Regions from separate parts of the Drosophila melanogaster genome. Here region 1 is linked to region 2. A link is a contact called in public ChIA-PET data. All regions are on one chromosome and are shown on one strand. Each heading gives the region's core, a stretch centred on a gene start, on an enhancer-like site or on the middle of the called end of the contact. The rest is flanking DNA. Distances are from core to core; before and after follow the strand shown.

The links. ChIA-PET counts read pairs in DNA pulled down with a chosen protein or histone mark.
Region 1: a contact with region 2 is called in an RNA polymerase II ChIA-PET map of the Kc167 cell line, with 8 times the contacts expected there. The contact joins the enhancer-like site here to the promoter of AdamTS-A in region 2. A contact is called at or near these places in 4 of 107 Hi-C or Micro-C datasets (the D17-c3 cell line, the Kc167 cell line and the S2 cell line) and 2 of 6 datasets of contacts at active chromatin or transcription factors (both in the Kc167 cell line).

What each region holds. Positions count from the first base shown.
Region 1 is chr3R:15,650,215-15,655,244 of dm6, forward strand. No RefSeq gene overlaps it. Among named protein-coding and RNA genes, the nearest start is that of pxb, 13 kb to the right of the region's middle. Within about 2 kb of position 1,552, at least 24 of the 39 cell types and tissues checked have an H3K27ac peak or open chromatin away from gene starts, as enhancers often do. A contact at or near this core is called in the D17-c3 cell line, the Kc167 cell line and the S2 cell line, where this site is marked.
Region 2 is chr3R:15,474,607-15,479,627 of dm6, forward strand. It overlaps AdamTS-A (ADAM metallopeptidase with thrombospondin type 1 motif A), which reads right to left and starts at 1,587. Exons shown (of 17, transcript NM_206496.2): 1 at 281-1,587. The coding sequence starts at 682.

The sequences.
Region 1 (5,030 bases), core at 302-2,801, 180 kb after region 2:
TCCCATCAAAAGTTACGATGGGGGGAAAGCGTTCAAATCCCAAGTTGCAGTTCCCCCCTTCAAGTACTCCTTCCCTATTACTCACTGCCCCTCTCACTCACTCATTCATTCATTCATTGCTATTCATTTAGGTTCTATGCAGGGTACTTTCAGAAATAGGGGTATACTGTACGCAAATATTATACAAGCAGTAAATGTTGATTGTTGTAAAATTATTTTAAATTTTTACTTTCACCACCATGTTGTGTGAACAAATTTATCAATTAAATTAGAAGAAAACAAGTAATATTTGTATTATCATTCGCAAACATCTCTATATGTAGAGTAAAATAAATGTTCCCTAAAATAATTTCTTAGAGTAACTAATGGATAAAGGGTATCTGGTAGCCAAAATCCCCAACCATTTCTTTCTCACTTGTTGTTACTGTTTTCATTTCGCTTTCAAAATGTGCCTTCTTATTCCCCTTGGAGCGGCAAAAACTCGACGCACTTTTCCAGTGCGTTTTGACAAACGACTGACATTCATCAGTGTCAGCCCAGTGCCGACACCCCCCATCCGTCCCCCCGAGTCACTGCATGGTCATACCCCCAAATCCCCTCATCCACCACTGGATTGCGGAGCCCCAACAAATCAAAGGCGCATTCCAGCCGCACTCCTCTCGTTTTTGTGCGAGTGTCTGTCAGAGCATCTGGAGCGCATTAATCGACACATTTTGTATGAGTTGATCAGGCGGCACACAAGGGCAGGGGGTTGGAGCTCGAAGAGACACTAAAAAAACCAACGCACATCCTGTACAAACGCTTTGAAGCCGCCCCCCAAAAAACGGGAAAAAAGGGAACCGAAACAAAAAATTATAAAACACTGCCGCATGAGCCGCACAAGCAACTTTTATTATAAACAAACGGGGGCAGCACCAACCACCCCCCGCCCATAGGAGGCACACCGCCGCACCATCTCCCCCTCACCCTGGCAAACGCGACTTGGAGCGGCAGTAAATTTTTGCATGACAAATTGCCGATAAGATCAGCGGCAAGCAGCCAGCGACAACGGCATCACTTCTACTAGCATCCAAAAAAGAGCAAGAAATAACTTAACTTAGTTTCGGAAATTCTCATATGTATACTCTTTCCAAGGACAAATAATTTAAAATTATATTCAAAATGTGGCACTATTATTTGGGGACCCAATTTAAACGATTCATGAATAGCTTATCAAAGTATTCATTTTCCTGAAACTTGAGTGAGTTATAATCTCTTTATAATAATTCTACAATCTTATATATTATACCTTATAATATTTTCTAATCGGCATCGTGGAATTGCTTTTTCAGAAAAAAAATACCTAAAAATTAGGTTTTTATATTTTTTTTGTTAGTTTTGCGTATGATTGTTACTCCTTAATTTTAAAGGGTAATGCCAAATTGAAGGGCCAGAAAACTCTCAGCGAGTGTGACGAACGATGAGTGCAAGGTTCTGTTGCCTTCACTTCTTGGGCAATCCATCTATCTCTTTTAGCTCACTGTGTCTTTCTCTTTCTGCGAGTGCTTTGTCGTGACGTCGTGTGCTGTGTGGGGGCTTTTGATGCCGGTGTTTCTGCTGCGTGGAGCGGTTGTTGTTGCACAACGCAAACAATTTCGCTGCAGCTCGTTGAAGTACAGTGGTTGCAGGTGCAATGAAAACATGCATTCATTGCAAAGTTAATGAATTGAGTAGACTGCTATTTCATAAAGTAATCTGGAAGAGAAGGTTATGTGGCCTGTTACATCTCACTGAGCATATATTTTCTTACATTAACAATGCTGGTCATATGAAAGCGTTTTTCCGAATAGATTGATGCATCCTTTTTCAACGACTTTGAACCACTGTGCTGCAAGTACCGCCTATCAGAGGGGTACGTAACCGTTTTTGCCCCGGGCTGGCGATGCAAAAGAAGGGAGCTCGCCTCCGAAGACAAGACTCAAAGTGAACTCAAGCCAAGCGAGTCGCGATTCGCAATTCCTTTTAACGATCGCTCATTTAACGCGTTTTGCTGTGCATCGTGGTTTTGATGAAGACATTGGGCCCCTTCTCTACCGCGATTCCCCCTTTAACGAATGCAGGCAAATTGAGACATTAAAAAACGCCAGTTTCGCTCGTTTCTTCGGGCTTCGTGATGATCTTCGTGTGGCCAGGAAATTTCACGGTATCAAAAATGGGGGGGGGGGGAGGGAGAGGAATAATATGGGGGCAACCTGAGCGAACGGAAGAAGGAAAGCAGAAACGAAGGGAAATTTAATTAAGGGCGTTTGCATTTCATTTGTTTTCATCGATGCGAGATCCTTGCCGAGTGGATGCCACTTCCAGCTGCATCTTATCTGTGGACAGAGGCGGTTGCATCATCCAGGCCTTTGGACATCCTCAACCGCAGCATAATCATCATCAGTTGGTCATCAATATGCTATCAATGTTTACGCATACATTTAAAATACATATCAAGTTACGCCACCCTCTGATACACAGAGAGAAATGGTTATAAATGCGAAAATCTAACTAAGATACTAAAAGAAATTGTGTTGGGATATTAGCATCTTTACCGGTAATATTGTCCTAGTTTTATGGTTATGTTGATTAGTTTTCACTTTTGGTGGTATTAATATAATATTAATATTAATATTAATTATATTTTTTCCAGTGCATAAATATAACAAATTCCGCTTAGACAGCCGCCCGCAGATCTTGCCGTGGTCCTCTCTTTCACAGGGCTAGACATTAACAAATGATATTTGATTATGAGACAAATTGTATGAAGCGCCGACAGAGTATGGATCTACCCTCTCTTTCTCCGCACATATAGCCATCTCTCTCGCTTATCAGTAGCCTGGCTGCTCATCCTCGCACTCCCAGCCTCCTGGGGATCATCAGACACTAGATGTGTTTGCTTTTAATTAGGCAGCGTGAAGTGATAGAGGGGGATGGGATGGAAGGGGCCACGTTAACGAGAATTTATGGGAAATTATTTTTTGTTGTTAATTTTTAATATTTCCCTGATACTACCAGCCAGCGCTTTTCCAAAAGTCCCCCCCATCTTTTGTTTGTCGAACTTTTCGTTTTGTTTGTTATCGCATTAGGATGGCGACGGGGGCGTGATGCACTCGTATTGCTTTTCTTTGCAATTAAATCAATTAACGCTGGCCTGGGTCAAATGCTTGCAACTTGTTCTCGTTGTGGTTTCGAGTGGGTTTTGTTGCAATTGAATTGATATTAATGCTGGATTAATATCGCAATAAATCACGAATTAAGTGCACTGTACGAGCAGAAGCAATAAAACTGCATGATTTGAAAGCAAATCTTTTGAAATTTTTGGGCAGTTTTCATTTTGAATTTTATATTTCAAGCGATTTTAAGTCGGTGAAACGTATTGGGTTAAATTCCTGTGAAACGATCGATAAGTTAACCAAATTTTCCGAATTTCGTGTTACTCCTATAAATGTTTCACCATAAAATTGATTTTAGCTAACCTTCAAGTGATATACAGCCCAGTTTGCCCAGCATCAAACCCCAGAACTGTGTGACTAACGCGAATTTGGCTAACCGTAGAAGCATAAGGAGCAAGGCTACCTTGCCAGAAACTTGACCTTGGCACCTCTGGAGAGGTCGGTGGAAAACCGAAACCAAATCGGAAACCAACTACCCAGCTGACAGCTACGCCATATGATATCATACTGTTTTAACCGTCGATAATTTGTTTATGCTCGGTCATCCCGGGCATTAGATGAATTCCCGAATGCATCATGCTGAGAGTGAATCTCTTGAAGGTTGTAGTTTAACAGCCTTCCAAGGTCGTAAATGTGCAAGGGCAATACAAATTGGCAACTACTAACTGGGCTCATAGAAAACGGGGACAAGCTCATACTGTGGCTAGCTGCGATGGATTTACGATCTTTGCCACGTCATAAACCATTTGGGTTCTTTTGCGACGAGGCCAAGCAGCTACAATGACAAAGACCATAAAAATCAATTACGACACGTTTGTCCCTCAACTTTGACATGACCATAGAGACCATAGAGAGCTGTCTTCTCTGTTAGTTTCCCTTCCCTTCCCTTCGACTACGACTTCGACTTCGACTTCATCTTCATTTTCATCTCGGATGCTGACTTCGACTCTGACACTGAGGATTTTATGACAACTCATCATAGCGTGACATGCCTCGGAATACATAGCTTCAACTTCAGCTATTCCACAAAGTCCGTCTATAATTAGTCATTAAAGCGTGCATTGTGAGGAAGATCCCTTGCTTTCCGTTCTATCGGAGATCTTGGGTGATTAGATCGGATTGTAGACCCAGAATTCGGATTCTCGGCGCAGAGAACAAAAATATCAGTACACAGCATTGAGCATATGCAGTGCATAAAAGATACATTTGGGATTAAAGATAGATGTAGTTGGAGTTATAGGAAAAGTTATTATTACATTTATTGATTATTTTTCGATATGGATAATTTTTCAGTAACACTGAAAACTTATATTCGTTTTCTTATTATTAGGATAATGTGTATCATGTCATGTGATGCACAGTAAGGGCCCAGTTGGGGTTGAGGTTCCATTTGAGGTTCCTTTGCGTGCTGCAGATTGGCGTGGAAATTCTTCACGCTACCATTATCTCGGCATCGACAAGTTTACAGCTCAATTGGCGTTAGTTCGTTTCCCGGATAGTTTAGCCATGCTGGATTGGGTTATCAAACTCCGTTTGAGTTATGGTTGCCCATAGGATGTTGTTTCAAACATTTTTGTGCCCAATATCCTGGTGAGTGGGTCAGCGACTCTAATTTGCTGCTAATGACGTCGGTCGACCGTCGATAATTGAGTGTGAACATTTTCCCAGGTACCCGCTGGCGGTCAAGGACATTTAAAGTGTTTCCGATTTCCCGAAAATATCCCGCTGCTCGGCCAGCCTCAAAAACTCTCAGAAAAGTTGTTAGGAATCATACTCGGCCATTAATTCGTTGCGGTAACAAGGTCGAAACGGAACCAAGCGACCCACTCACAAAAC
Region 2 (5,021 bases), core at 337-2,836:
ATCGGCAAATCAACCGAAATTATAAAAGAAAGGAAAGAACTCGACACATTGATGTGGAATCAATGCAATAAATTAACTTAAATTTGGTTTTCGCTTGGCCAGCCGATTTCGATAAAGTAGAAAAAAAAGAGAGAGAGAGACAGAGACGAATACAAACACAAATAAATGAAAAATCGTTAAAATCCCGGTCTGCGAATTCGATCAGCCCACGAAATTCGATGCGGCGGACTAGGCCTCCAAAAATATTTATACTTATGTAGAGCTCGGATTTAGGACCTACCTGTCTGCCCAGCAGCGGACCCTTGCTGATGAAGTCCTTCTTGGCCGAGTAGAGCTCCGGCGGTGGTCCTTTCAGCGAATACCGCAGGCCGGACTCCCCAAGGTCGTCCGTCGTCCCACGCAGACAGCGCTCAAGGGCACGCTCATCCTCGTCGTCATCGGAGGCGGTGGCTGAGCAGGCGGATGATACGCAAGAGGAGGAGCACGCGAAGGAGGTACGATCCCGAGCACCGGGAGATTCGCAGACAGTGGTACTATTCGTGCCAGTGCTGTGACCAGAAGTTGTGGACCGCAGTGTGGTGCTGGGATACGCGAAGGCGGGCAGGTCCGACAGCAGGCGATGGCACTCGACCTCCTGGCCGCCGGCGGGCGATTTAAGTGAACCGGCATCCGGCATGGACATGGCGATGACCAGATAAGATAGCGATCTCCAATCTCAGAAATCCGAAATCCCAAATGGCACGTGCAAAAATGCGCGCGAAAGAGCAACAAAATCCACAGTATGCGTATATACGGCTATACGTATATCTTGTAGATATATGTATCTTTACACTTATGTTGGCTCTATGGCTCTTTGGCTCTTTGGCTTTTTGCTTATTTTGTTAATTGAAATGCGACAGTCTCGTTCCGTTGCCGTGGGCACCGCACCCGCCAAAAAATGCGAAAATACGAACGAACAGAAAGGCAAAGACTACGGCTCGTGGGTATTAAAACGACTCACACTTATGGCTGCGATTAGCTAGATAAACTACTTAGTACTGGAGCCATTGTACGATCTCATGATGAATCTTTTTGCCGAATCACAGAATTTATTCGCAGTTGCGGTTGGGTTTTGGCCAATGTTAAGCTTGAACTTCACACATCGCGCCGAATGCATTCACTTTCGAGCTGCACCATTAACTTGGCCACCGTTGGCATTCTGAGTTGCTGGCTTTCTTTTCGCTTTCGGCCAGCGGCTATTTTTGCAAACTTTTCGGTGGCGAAGGTTGTCCCACAACTGAGCACCATGTCAGAGTTCACAAGAACACGCCGATCGTTTGGCATCGGCATCGCTATCGCCATCTGGCCGACATGGCTGGTCAGGATACGGAATACACTGGCGCACTGGGATGAATACGTATTCAAATTCGAATTAGAAATCGCAACTGGATTAATATTACAAATGGAACTTTAGCAATTGTCTGATACTACCGCGCGCGCGCAAATAAATGAAACGGACGAGAACGAGCCGATGGACCAGACCAATGCTGCGAACCAGAGAATTTGTATCTGTATCTGGCGATGTTTCGTTTCGGCTCGCTTGAGTTCCCGCTGCGGACTGAACACTGCTCGCCGAACAGCAGTTGGTAGCGGACGTTCCGCCGTACCGCCAAGCAATCTGAGATCGCGAACATATATCGCTCCGAAAGCTAAAAGCGGTTCTCTCGCAGCTATATGCTGTACAACATACATACATACATATGTACATATGTATGTACATACTCGTATGTAGGCACGAGTATAGGGATATGGGTTTGCTGAATGGGCTTAGGATTTCGATTCCGAAGGAGTGTTTTAGAGAGATTAGAAATACGTCAGAATCATATCAGTACGCAGAACAGCCGGCTTCTCTGCGCAGAGAGCGCTGTGGCGAAAAGAGAGCCGAGCGCGGCTTAAAAGAGCACTCGAACGCTCTCTTAAGTGCGCCTCTGCTTACTCAATATTTTTGCACATGTGAGGATTAAGTGTGTGGACATAATTATCATCGGATAAGATAAGGTGTGTTAGCATAGTAACAATCTTTGCATCTAGAGTATCTGCCTTTTCGGATGAAATAATATAAATATTAAAAAAAAAAAAAATAGGCTTATGCTGCATGCTTTATTCAGTAATAGTTTTTAAAAGTAATCAAAATTTGTAAACATGTTCACACTTGTGTGATACCAACCAATTTGAGTAAGTATGTACTTGAGTAAATAATAAAACTCTTTTTACTTATGACTTATTTTACTAGCCTATGCATTACTAATCGCACCGAGCAGTACTAAAAACTTTGAATACGAATTCTTTTGAAATAGAGGATAAGACCCTGGGCATTACCAGTGGTGCACTTCCGGAAGAAGTCATTTCGGAAGAAAAAAAGGAAGTTGATGATCACAGAGAATGGTACAATGATGACTAGCTCATCAGTATCAAAAAAAATTCTTTTTTTGACGTAAATAAACTGACACGACAGCCTTTACTCAGAAATGCGACAAATATAAAGATATATCTAAATAATCTACACAAGCTGAACAAACATATCGTAATAGTTTAGATAGGCAAGTGTAACTGATTTGTCTCAAATTGGTATCATTATAAACAATACTTTATACTTTATACTTTATATTGTCTCATTTGGGCATAGAGTGTGCGACATCTGCCGGATCCCAGCCCATCCAATGTGGGTCAAGATCAATCTACTGATCGCGTCAGTGAATAAAAATAGTAGCCATTCGCTCCATTATTTGAACGCCGAGAACTCTTCCACATAAATGTCTTCTGTGCCAAATTACCATATGTAGCAATTGACCCTATTGTATACTAAATATTTTCTTTAATCAAACGCAGCAATAAGAATTAATCAATTAAAAGACCAGAGCTCGTTTGCCAAATTAAAGTATAGTTGGAAATTAAAAATCCATTTCGCCGCCGTGGAGGTCGGCGAAAATTTAAAAATATTCCAAAATACGATGATGCATATTCATATACTACGGATGTTGCGAGAATGGTGGACTAATGAAAAACATCTCAAAAGATTCCAGGAAGAGCGTTCTCCATGCAACCATGCAATCGGCAACAAAACGCTTGTTTTGTAATCAACAACAAACAGCCGGCATCCAAATGATGCCAACATAAAACAGCAGCCATAACAGAACATCTTACAAAATAGCCCTAAAAGTCTGGAGGGGGCAAGTGAGTTCCCCAAGAAGGCTGTTTGTATTACACCGAACTAATCATCATGCCCTGTAAGCAATGTTTACACAGCCACTAAACAAAATAAACGACTCCTAGCTGGAGTCTCTCCCCAAGTCACTAATAAATTGCTCAGTCTAGCAAATCGCATACTGATCTGTAGGAAAGCATACGTTCTAAATTAGGAAATATTGCTCAAAGAGGCGCCGCTGGTTTTCAGATGCTAATGATCGAGCCACTGGAGACCGCTGACCACAATGTATCTATCTGTCTATCCATTTTTGTATCTATGCTATCTGCTCCGATCGCATTGTATCATCCTAATAATTAACGCATTTAGATCATAAGGCGGGCAGATAGCCATAAACTTTTGTTTAGCTGTTGATGCTTATATGGCAACAGCATAGATGGACTGGCCCCAACTTGGATTTGGATAGAGAATCACTTTCAGGTGGATACCCAATCCAGACCCCTTGTCCTGGCATTTGTGCAACTTCGATCTGCACGCTGGCGGCCTTCGTGTGGATCGAAGATCAATAAGCGAGAGGCTGTGAAGAGCCCTAGACTACGGATCACTATCGAATTCGAAGTCTTCAGATGTTCGATGTCAGACTGACTGTCTGTTTATCCGTCCGTGCGTCCAACACGCGCAGGCCTCTTAGTCAATTGCGTCTGTCCGTATGTCTGTCCGTATGTATGTATAATAATGGGTGAGCATGTCTAATGCGTGAGCTGGTTCGGCATTTCTATATGTTTATGCTCTGCTCTGATAGTTCCATTCAGTCGCTTTTTTTTTGCGCTCACCCACACACTTGATTGATAAATATTGATCCTGATTGAATGATCGAAAGCTTGCGAAAACCCGAAACAGCCATTCCAGCGATCCGTTCGGACCCGAGATCCAATCCAATCGGCAGGCCTGCGGAATTATTGAGAGCTCAGGTTTTGAAGTTCCTCTGACAGCTGCTCAATCAAATCGAATCAAATATTTGGGCTAACTAAACAAAAACCTTTCTTAAAGAGCCCCCAATTCCATGCCCACATCGATGATGTCTAAATTCTGGAAATTCGCAAAAATCAAACTCAATTACTGCCGCTGTCAATCAGCGGCAGGAATCGAATTGTGAATCGCCGGCATCCAAATCGGAATAGGAATAGAGAGGCATGCGTAAGAGGCATTTGTTGTACTCGTACTCCCATAGCTAGGTGGCGTATCTCAAAGATACATTTCACTTAACTGTATGGCATATATCATCCATTCAACTGCGGCACAGAGCAGCCACTACCATGACAGCACACGCAGATGGCGATGCTGATGCCGATCTAGATGGGAATCGGGGGTGATATGGATGGGGACGGGAATGGGGATCGCTGGGAGCCGGCCGACGTGCGTTGACCCTGAGACTTGCCCACACCCACCCACGCAACGCGAATAACATAAACTAATAGGGGTTTATATATATATATATATATATATAGATGCACAGAGGGAAACATGCTTTCCGAATCAAGACAAGACACTATTTTCGATTCCAGAGTCAGAGCCCTGACCAATTTGGATTTGTTTAAAAGAACAGAAAGTAGTCACCATGTGGTAATAATTTAAATATACTAAACAAAATGCGAATATATACACCCAAATTCCCTTTGCCCTTCAGATACATTTTCGATCAGTTCAGTACAGTTGAAATTGAATTTCTAAAGCAGCCATTACTTTTGTCAGTGTATCAGACTGTTCCTTGAGTTTAAGAACTGCAAATCATATCCTTGCAAAAATATTTATGGGTATCATGTGGAAAAGACTTGAA